Linked DNA regions of Mus musculus: regions 1 and 2 are each linked to region 3. The links are chromatin contacts, called in public HiChIP or PLAC-seq maps. All regions are on one chromosome and are shown on one strand. Each heading gives the region's core, a stretch centred on a gene start, on an enhancer-like site or on the middle of the called end of the contact. The rest is flanking DNA. Distances are from core to core; before and after follow the strand shown. Region 1 has its middle 6.5 kb from the start of Gm24867. Region 2 overlaps Tcte2 (t-complex-associated testis expressed 2). Region 3 has its middle 24 kb from the start of Gm7168.

Region 1 (2,700 bases), core at 48-2,547, 260 kb after region 3:
CTCCTAACACAGGGAAGGTGTTTAGTGCCATTAGGGTCTTGTATTGTTTACCCAGTAACTCTGGGTACCTCTAGAGAGTCTGGGAACAAAAGACTCAGAGCTGGGTGAGATGCCAGATAAGCCATGAGCAGGAAAAAAAAAAAAAAATCAAAGCTCGTGGACAAACCAAGGGCTCAGTTTAGATTCTGTTCAGGGTGTCTAACAGGTCCTCCTGGTTTCCGAAAAATACAAGAATGTCCAACAGGCCTGGGGAGATGGCTCCAGAGGGAAGAGTGCTTGCTGTGTGACACTCAAACAGAAAGATGACCAAAGCTATCTGTGCCTGTAACCCCAGCTTTGGTAACTGTGGGGTGGAGCCTAGACAAAACACTAACACAGTCCACCTCACAGAAGTGGTGAGCTTCCAGTTCAATTCCAAGGGACTAAAGCAGAGAATGACAGAGAGAGACCTTATGTCTTTCTCTGTCCTCTGTGGGAGCATGCAACCACACATTCATGTGTATGACCAACAACAACACACACACACACACACACACACACACACACACACACACACACACACACACACCATGCAAACACACAAAGAATGTCCAAAAGCCCTACAGACTCCAGACAGCACAGCCTCTGGCCTCCTTCATTTTCTGAGCCTCTTACAGAAAGGCAAAGCCTGTGCCAAGGGGTTTGTGGATCGCAGAATTATCATGTAGCATCCTCTGTCTCCACTGAGTAATTCCTGTGGATTGATCAATATCAAAGGTCTGGGCTTGCCGCCAGCCTGCGATGCCATGCATGCTCGGAGAATACTGTCACTGCATTTTAGAGCACGCCCAGCCACTTCCTCCCAGATGCCCGCAGCATCCATATTCACAGACAAACGATCTTCCTTAACCTCCTAAAATCACGATAGGCAGTGTCAGCCTTGAGAATTTTTTTCTTTTTAATCAGGAAATGGGAAACACAGGAGCAATGCATTCATTAGGAGAATTCCTCATGTCTCCTGACCCGCATAAATCACAAAATCCCTTCAATGGTTTCTTAGTTTAGAATCCAAATTCGAGGGTGCTGCCAGCCAGTCAGCTGAATCCCTGCATTTCCCATTCATCTTGATATTTTATCAAAAATATCTTTCTTACAACTGGTATAGATCCCCGGTGCCCCGGGAGCATTCACAAAACCTGATTTGGCCCACAGAAGGCTATTTATATATAGTCTCTGCGACCTAGGCATTCTGGACAGAGGGGCGTGGCACAAGGAAGCTGCAGGTGCCACGGGCCAACCCAGGGTTCAGGGCTGGGGGTGGAGACTGAGCAGAGCTGAGAAGGGCTTGAGTAAGCAATAAATATACTGCCTGGCGCCTTGATTCATATGCTAAGGAGCATCAAATTCGGCTTTAATTGGTGCAGAGAGGGAAGCTTGCAGCTGCCTCTGGCCCACACTGTGCACGGTAGGATACTCCCATGAATAGTGTTTAAAAATAAGCCCCGCAGGGAAATGCAGCCCAAAGACTGAGAGCAGCCAGTGACTGGGGGAGGGGGTGTGGGCGGCCTGTGGCTGGGGAAGGGTGTGGGGCGCAAGGCTACCAGGTTAAATCTGAGAAGATCTCAGACCTCAGAGTCCCAGGAGCCGCAGATTTCCTCCGTGCCCTGTAAAGAAATACGTGTTTCACCCTTTGTGAAAATGCTTAGCCTTTCATGATGGTTGCTGTTCCCCTGTGGACTCTTGTGGAGAGAGGCCACAGGGGCTCTCTTTCGGGGAAAGTCTCTTCTAGCCCTGTTTCCCTTTCTCCCTGGCTTTGGGGCTGGGCTCTAGGAAGGGACCCTCAGTGAGGGCAGAAAGCTCTTCACTAGGCTAAGACTTTCCCTACTGGAACTATGGAAGCAAGGAGACATGGTGCTTTGCCAGGCCAGCGTCCTAGGCCAGCCCTTCTTAGGTGCTGGCCAAGCCTAGTCAAATGAATTTCGCCTCTTCTTAGCTAGAGTGCAGAGTGACCACGTGTACAGCCAGCTCCTGGCCAAGAGGCCCCTAGAACAGGATCTGGGAGGGTTGGCTACTCTTGGTGTTTGTGTGTGAGTCTAGGTTGTAGAAACCATTGCTTATGTATGGATCATATAAGCACATTTATAAACCAGCAATGAAGAGGCTTTCTGACCTGAGTGTGTGTGTGTGTGTGTGTGTATGTGTGTGTGTGTGTATGTGTGTGTATGGAGAGAGAGAGATGGGAAAGAGAGAAAGAGAGGGAGGAGGGGAGACCTTTGCTATAAAGAAAAGTCTGGTATATTCCATATTGAATTCCATGTGCTGGGTTTCAGGTGAGAGAGTAGGAAGCTAAGTGGGTTGTTTGTAGCCATCAGGTTCCACTCAGGTGTCTTAAGTCAGGTGGGACATTTGTACTTCCAGCTCTGGGACAGGGGGGGCATGAGGCCTGACCACACTAGGTTTCTAACAGCTTCCTGGTTTGTAGAATTTGAATGAGACTCTCAGTTTCTTGAGCCGCGTTTTACTTCTGTGACAAATGACGTCTAAATGCAATTTCAAACAGTAGCTCCCTCCGGGCGTGGTGGCACACGCCTTTAATCCCAGCACTCGGGAGGCAGAGGCAGGGGGATTTCTGAGTTCGAGGCCAGCCTGGTCTACAAAGTGAGCTCCAGGACAGCCCGGGCTACACAGAGAAACCCTGTCTCGAAAAAACAACAAAACAAA
Region 2 (2,700 bases), core at 44-2,543, 180 kb after region 3:
CTGTGCTGTTGTATGTCACCCCCCAGGGGTCTTGTCCAGTAAAGGGAGCTGTCACAAACTAGAAATGCAAACTGCAGACTGTGGTGAGAGCGAGGGAGTCTTTGCTTCTGAAAGCATGACACCAGGGCAGAGTGCCAACTTCCAGGCTGACTGAGAATGGCTCTGACAAGCAGTTATGCCTAAGAAGTCTCCTTCCCTGAGACCGAGAGCTGACACCTTGTGAGTCCACACTTCATTGGGTTTTGTACAGGTTACAACTGGGAAGTGTAATTATTAACAGATCCAAATACCTCACTGTGGGGAGACCTGCACGGCAGACTGAGAGGTGAAAGTGGGTGTATTTTTTTACCTTTTCCAGATCCTTCCATACAATGGATCCGAGCTTCCAGCATTTAATAACAATGTTAGCAACCCCGTAGGTGTCTGGTACAGCACAGCACATGCTGTAAGTAGACAGATACCACAATTTGTCCAGTGATTTTGTCTTACTGTGTTTTATAGCAGGTAGTATATGGATTATGAATAGATAATGTGAAGGAAAATGAGCTACTGTTCCTAATGAGAGCAGTCCCCTTACAGACTTGCTAGCTCCAGAGCTCTCTGTGGGCCTGTACTGAAGATCTCACATATTTTTCCAATGGTAAATTCTGCTTAAGGATCTCATAGCACTGTAGTGTTGATGGAGACTGCTCCGACCCCACTCCCACTCCCTTCTCCATCTCCAGTCAGCCAGTGTGCGTACCATCTGCCAACACGTGATCGTACATGGCAAATCAACCACGGAAAAGTCTCTCATGCTAAGAAATCGCAGCAGAGTTTCTTGTAAAAGTTTCACAGGGAGAATGAAACAGCATTTCTTTGCCAAACCATTTTATTAGAACTTCTGCCTAAGAAAAAAATCAGGACTGGCCCTGTGTGCTGCTTACATTAGCTGGAAAGACCTCTATATAGTATTTCTGGGGATTCATCCTTGAGGCACCACTGCCAGAAGGTGCATCCTTGCCTGAGATCCTTAGTTTTCAGGAGGCCATCTCCGAAATCCCTTTTTAGTGTATAGTGCAGTTGCCCATCTGTACCAGCCGCCCTATGCTTTGCTGCGTTTGTGATGTGTTTATTGGACTGTCACTAGCAGGAACAGGAGGCTTAAAGCACACACCATCCACACAAGTGCATGGCCAGCAGCTGCACAGAGGTGTGAACCTGGCTTCCTGATGACTCTGGGCTCCCCAGGTGCAGCAGGCAGGAAAAGCAGGCTGGCCTGCTGCTGGCACATTCCTTTGCTGTGACTGTTTCCCAACACCAAGGCCATATCTTCATCTGTAAACAGAGGCCGTAACAACTACTTCTGGCACTGTGAGAACCACACAGACGCCTCATAAAGGCAGCCTTGGCTTATGGGAAGCGCCTTCCTCGCCTCCTTTCTAGCTCTCGGTGTCACACACCTTCACTGCACAGGGAAGCACTTGAAGCAGCAAACACAGCTAGGGGATGGGCCTGCCTGCTGGGAGTGCGCATTTTCTCACCCTTTCCCACACTAAGCGCAAGGTCAGTGTCTGTAGAGTTCCACTTGGGGCAGCCCTTGTAATAATTTCTGTGGATCGTGCAAATGATGCCTGGAGTGTGGCAGAGGGAAGAGGCAGTGACTTCTGTGCTTGTGGAAGCCAAGTAAGAAGCAGGCACTCGATGCATGCTGCCACCCACTACCCACCTCCCTCCTCCTTATCCTCCCAGATGATAAGCACCATGGGGACATGGATTTTTCTTACTAACAAGATACACCGAGGACCTGCAAAGGTCAGAGAGCTGTTCAAGAGGCAAGTGGGGGCCCTGTAGCCCTGGGTCTCCAGGGAGCTTGAATCTAGGGGCACTGTACTAAACAAGCTGCATTCGGAAGCTTTACAGGGCAGGAGCTGGGGAGGAGCCCACTGAGGCTTAGGCAAGTTCTGAGGACAAAGGAAGGAGGAAGACTGTCAATTCCAGTAATTCCAGCAAGGCTTTCTGGTTGTCCTCTGTCCTGATGCACCTGCCCGGTGCCCAGCAGGCTGGGGTCTGCTCTATTGGGTCTGAGCAGCAGGAAGCACAGGGTAAAAGGCAGCTTGGGAAAACCAAGGCCTGCCTTCTGCTTGTCCCTCACTGTACCAGATCAGGCAGTAGCTGGATTCCTTCCTGGTTTCAGCCTTGTTAGGTGACTCTCAGAGCCTACTGGGCTGTAGGCTCCATACCTCTGGCTCCTCCCTGATCCTGGAAAACACATGGTAAAACCTACAGCTAGCCAGCAGCTCTTTGCTTTCTTCTTTCTTTCTTTCCTTTTCTTTTCTTTTTTCTTTTTCCTTTTTTCTTTTTCCTTTTTTCTTTTTCTCTCTTTCTTTTTTCTTTTTTTTTCTTTTTTCTTTTCGCCAGTCTATTTGCTTCACTGACATTTCATTCACAAAGCCTGATAGTGGGTGGTTTCTGAAACATGGGGAGTTAAACAGCCATCACAACGATCAGTTTTAGAACATCTTAAACTAAACAAAGAGAGCTGGTGCCCCTTCACAGTCCTTCCTCATTTCCCCCAGTTCCTCCAGTGCTCAGGAATCACCAACTGTCACTTGTATGCCTTCAGAGCTAGCTGCCTGCTATGGAGATCCCATGTGAAGGGGTCAGGTGACATTCTTCACCCTTCTGAGTTCCCTTAATCTTGCCCACACCTGTGTAAAC
Region 3 (2,700 bases), core at 102-2,601:
ATCTGAAGCTCTATGACTAATAGTGTTTGTTTCAAGTATTTGCATAATGATGAATGTACCCAAGTTCGGGCTTATGTAATGTTCTTAGTGGGCTGCTTTCTTCTTTATTTCTTCTGATTAGTTTTGGCTTCTAATCCCTCAGGTATTACAAAAGCCAACACCTGCCTGTTTCCTGGGCATTTGTTTGCAATATTTTCCCATAGCTTTACTCTAAGGTATGGTCTGTCCTTGAAGGTGAGGTTTATTTCTTGTAAGCAACAAAAAGGACAACAGGGTCCTGTTTTCTAATCCTACCCAGAATGTTTTGGATGAGGAACTGAGGTCATTACTAACAGACATGTGTTCTGTATGGTCCTTTACCGATTGTATGGCATTTGCTTTCTCAGGCCTGCTTCACCTAACAACTACTGTTTCTCCTTCACTGTTAGCCTTGTGGGCATGCTCATCCTTCTGTCTAGAATGAGGCATTCCTTCCAGGATTCTTGGAGGGACTGACATGGCGGTCATAAATTCTTTATTGTGGGATGTTTTACTTTCTTCTTCATTTATGATGGAGAGTTTTGCATGGCAGAGCAAGTTGACTGGGTTGGCATCTATGGTCTTGCAGAACTTGAAGTACATTTTTCTGAGGTCTCCTGGCTTTTAAAGTTTCTTTTGAGAAATCAGCTCTAGCACACTCAGCCTTAAATGGGATATTTATATCACACACTCTGAGACCCAGGGAATATCCTGGGAGAGAAAACAGAAAGAAAAAAAAAATGGGTTGTGGGTGGGGGAAGGGCTGTGTACTGTCTTCTAAGTATGATGCAGCCATTTTGATCATGAACAGATTACAGTTGCCTACTCCAGGCCTACACGAGCAGACATGACATGTGGGGGGCTCAGTGGGCCCACCCTCTCTGCTGAACTGTTAGCTACCGATGGATTCAGGAGAGAGGTTGAGTCCTTATGGTCAGTTGTGGGCCCAATGCATGGACCACTAACTCCACTGGCTAACTCCAGACCCACTGTCATACAGATGGTCCTGGTTAAACTTAGCAGATCACAAACAAAACAAAGGCATGGACATGAGAAAGAGGCTTACAGAGAAGGAGCTGACAGAAGTAGGAGAATAAGGGACTGTGGGGGCCAAGATGAATCAGAATGCTGTGTGTGTGTGTGTGTGTGTGTGTGTGTGTTTCTAAAAAGACCCTTGTGGTGAAGAAAACATTTCCTCCAGGATGACAGGGAACATGGTGGACTGCAGCACATCTCGCAGCACAAGAGCTCATCTGACTCTAGTCAGCACACCTCTCTGCTCTGTTCCAGGAGAAAGTCTCATGACAAACACTGAGTCATGCTGTGTCACCCACTGCTAGGCTATCACTGTCTCAGCCCCTGAAGTACCAGGCATGCTATGGCCAGAATGACAAGCGCTTGTATATAACTGTAACTATCCCTTGGAAATATCTGAACTCACCTATCCAAGAGGAGGGGGTGTGAATATGTCCAAATACCACTGCCTGAGATTCTGCTGGGCCCTACATTCTGGAAGTCAAGGGGAGGTGTCAAATTAGTGTAAGAGGCAGAGAACTACTGCTCAGAAACCTGGAAGAATGTGCCCCACAATTCCCCCCAAGGAATCCCAATGGACAAGATCATAGGAAAGTTTACTGCCTACTGATTTTCAAGCTGGCAGGGTACAGGAAAGCAGGGACAAGCTGTTCACATTATAGTAGAGGCTAAGAAGAGTGGGGATGTGGAAGGAAGGGGAGCAGGGACATGGGAGGGGAGGGCAGACCCTTGGAAACAGATGGATCTTTAGTGGCTTGAATGCTTCTACACTGTTCCCCTGCTGTGTGACTAGGAGGGTTGCTCTGTGGGAGCTCTCTCTGTTGGTCCTGCTCCTTAGGCTTCTTGGCTGATGGCTCTGTTCTTTTGTGCACTTGCTGGGTTGGTCTTAAGAGGCAAGCTGGAAGAACCTACATATCTCCAGCTATGGCCTCACAGGTCGCCAACTATAGGGGATGGGGGAAGCCTCAGTGGGACAATAAACAGAACTTAGGCACTTGGGTTCCCTCTGTCATGCCTGGCCTTGGGGATACCATTACACTGAGAGAAAGAAGCCTGTGATAGAAAACCCCATGGTTAGTTACTGTCATCCTGAAAAAATACTTGCTCACAAACTAGGATAGCTACGGATGGGATCTGTACCTGGAACACTACCAAGTCGCTCATTTGTGAACGTGGCAATGGGAGCTGGTAGATGAACCCTGCATGTCCCTAAGCCCCAGTGCACTGGTATGCCTGACACTGAACCCAGCTCTCCACATCCTCTTGAAGATGTTCATACCTTTCAAACTTGTATGTCTTATCAACCAGAGGACAGCCAGGAAGAGGGTACCACACAAGGACTGTTTCCTAATTGAAGACAAAACAGAGCAGGCAGATTCAGGCAGAGCTCGGTTCATCAAGCAAGGTCAAGGCTGGTAAGTGGTGCCCCAGGCAGCTCCAGCTGCTGCTTGTCTGTGTTGGCAACTCCTCCTGGAACACACAGATAGCTCTGATGACAGATTAGACTTGGCTGCTCAGGGACAATGCTGTGTAACAAAGACAGCAGCCAGATGGTCCTCAAGGCGAGGCATTTGATACTTGGCCCTTCAGAGATAGGGTCTACTGATACTGACATGAGAGCAAAGTTGTACTGTGGGGTGCAAGGAG

Evidence for each region. HiChIP or PLAC-seq counts read pairs in DNA pulled down with a chosen protein or histone mark.
Region 1: a FOXA1 HiChIP or PLAC-seq map of pancreatic cancer cells shows a contact between it and region 3. The contact joins two enhancer-like sites. A contact is called at or near these places in 1 of 484 Hi-C or Micro-C datasets (extraembryonic endoderm stem cells) and 4 of 115 datasets of contacts at active chromatin or transcription factors (embryonic stem cells, extraembryonic endoderm stem cells and pancreatic cancer cells).
Region 2: a contact with region 3 is called in a FOXA1 HiChIP or PLAC-seq map of pancreatic cancer cells. The contact joins two enhancer-like sites. A contact is called at or near these places in 1 of 484 Hi-C or Micro-C datasets (muscle stem cells) and 3 of 115 datasets of contacts at active chromatin or transcription factors (extraembryonic endoderm stem cells, pancreatic cancer cells and trophoblast stem cells).

The regions. Positions count from the first base shown.
Region 1 is chr17:13,667,503-13,670,202 of GRCm38.p6, reverse strand. No RefSeq gene overlaps it. Among named protein-coding and RNA genes, the nearest start is that of Gm24867, 6.5 kb to the left of the region's middle. Within about 2 kb of position 1,297, at least 169 of the 459 cell types and tissues checked have an H3K27ac peak or open chromatin away from gene starts, as enhancers often do. A contact at or near this core is called in pancreatic cancer cells, where this site is marked.
Region 2 is chr17:13,742,489-13,745,188 of GRCm38.p6, reverse strand. The region is part of intron 1 of Tcte2 (t-complex-associated testis expressed 2); the gene reads left to right. Among named protein-coding and RNA genes, the nearest start is that of Afdn, 17 kb to the left of the region's middle. Within about 2 kb of position 1,293, at least 113 of the 459 cell types and tissues checked have an H3K27ac peak or open chromatin away from gene starts, as enhancers often do. A contact at or near this core is called in extraembryonic endoderm stem cells, pancreatic cancer cells and trophoblast stem cells, where this site is marked.
Region 3 is chr17:13,923,437-13,926,136 of GRCm38.p6, reverse strand. No RefSeq gene overlaps it. Among named protein-coding and RNA genes, the nearest start is that of Gm7168, 24 kb to the left of the region's middle. Within about 2 kb of position 1,351, at least 48 of the 459 cell types and tissues checked have an H3K27ac peak or open chromatin away from gene starts, as enhancers often do. A contact at or near this core is called in extraembryonic endoderm stem cells, pancreatic cancer cells and trophoblast stem cells, where this site is marked.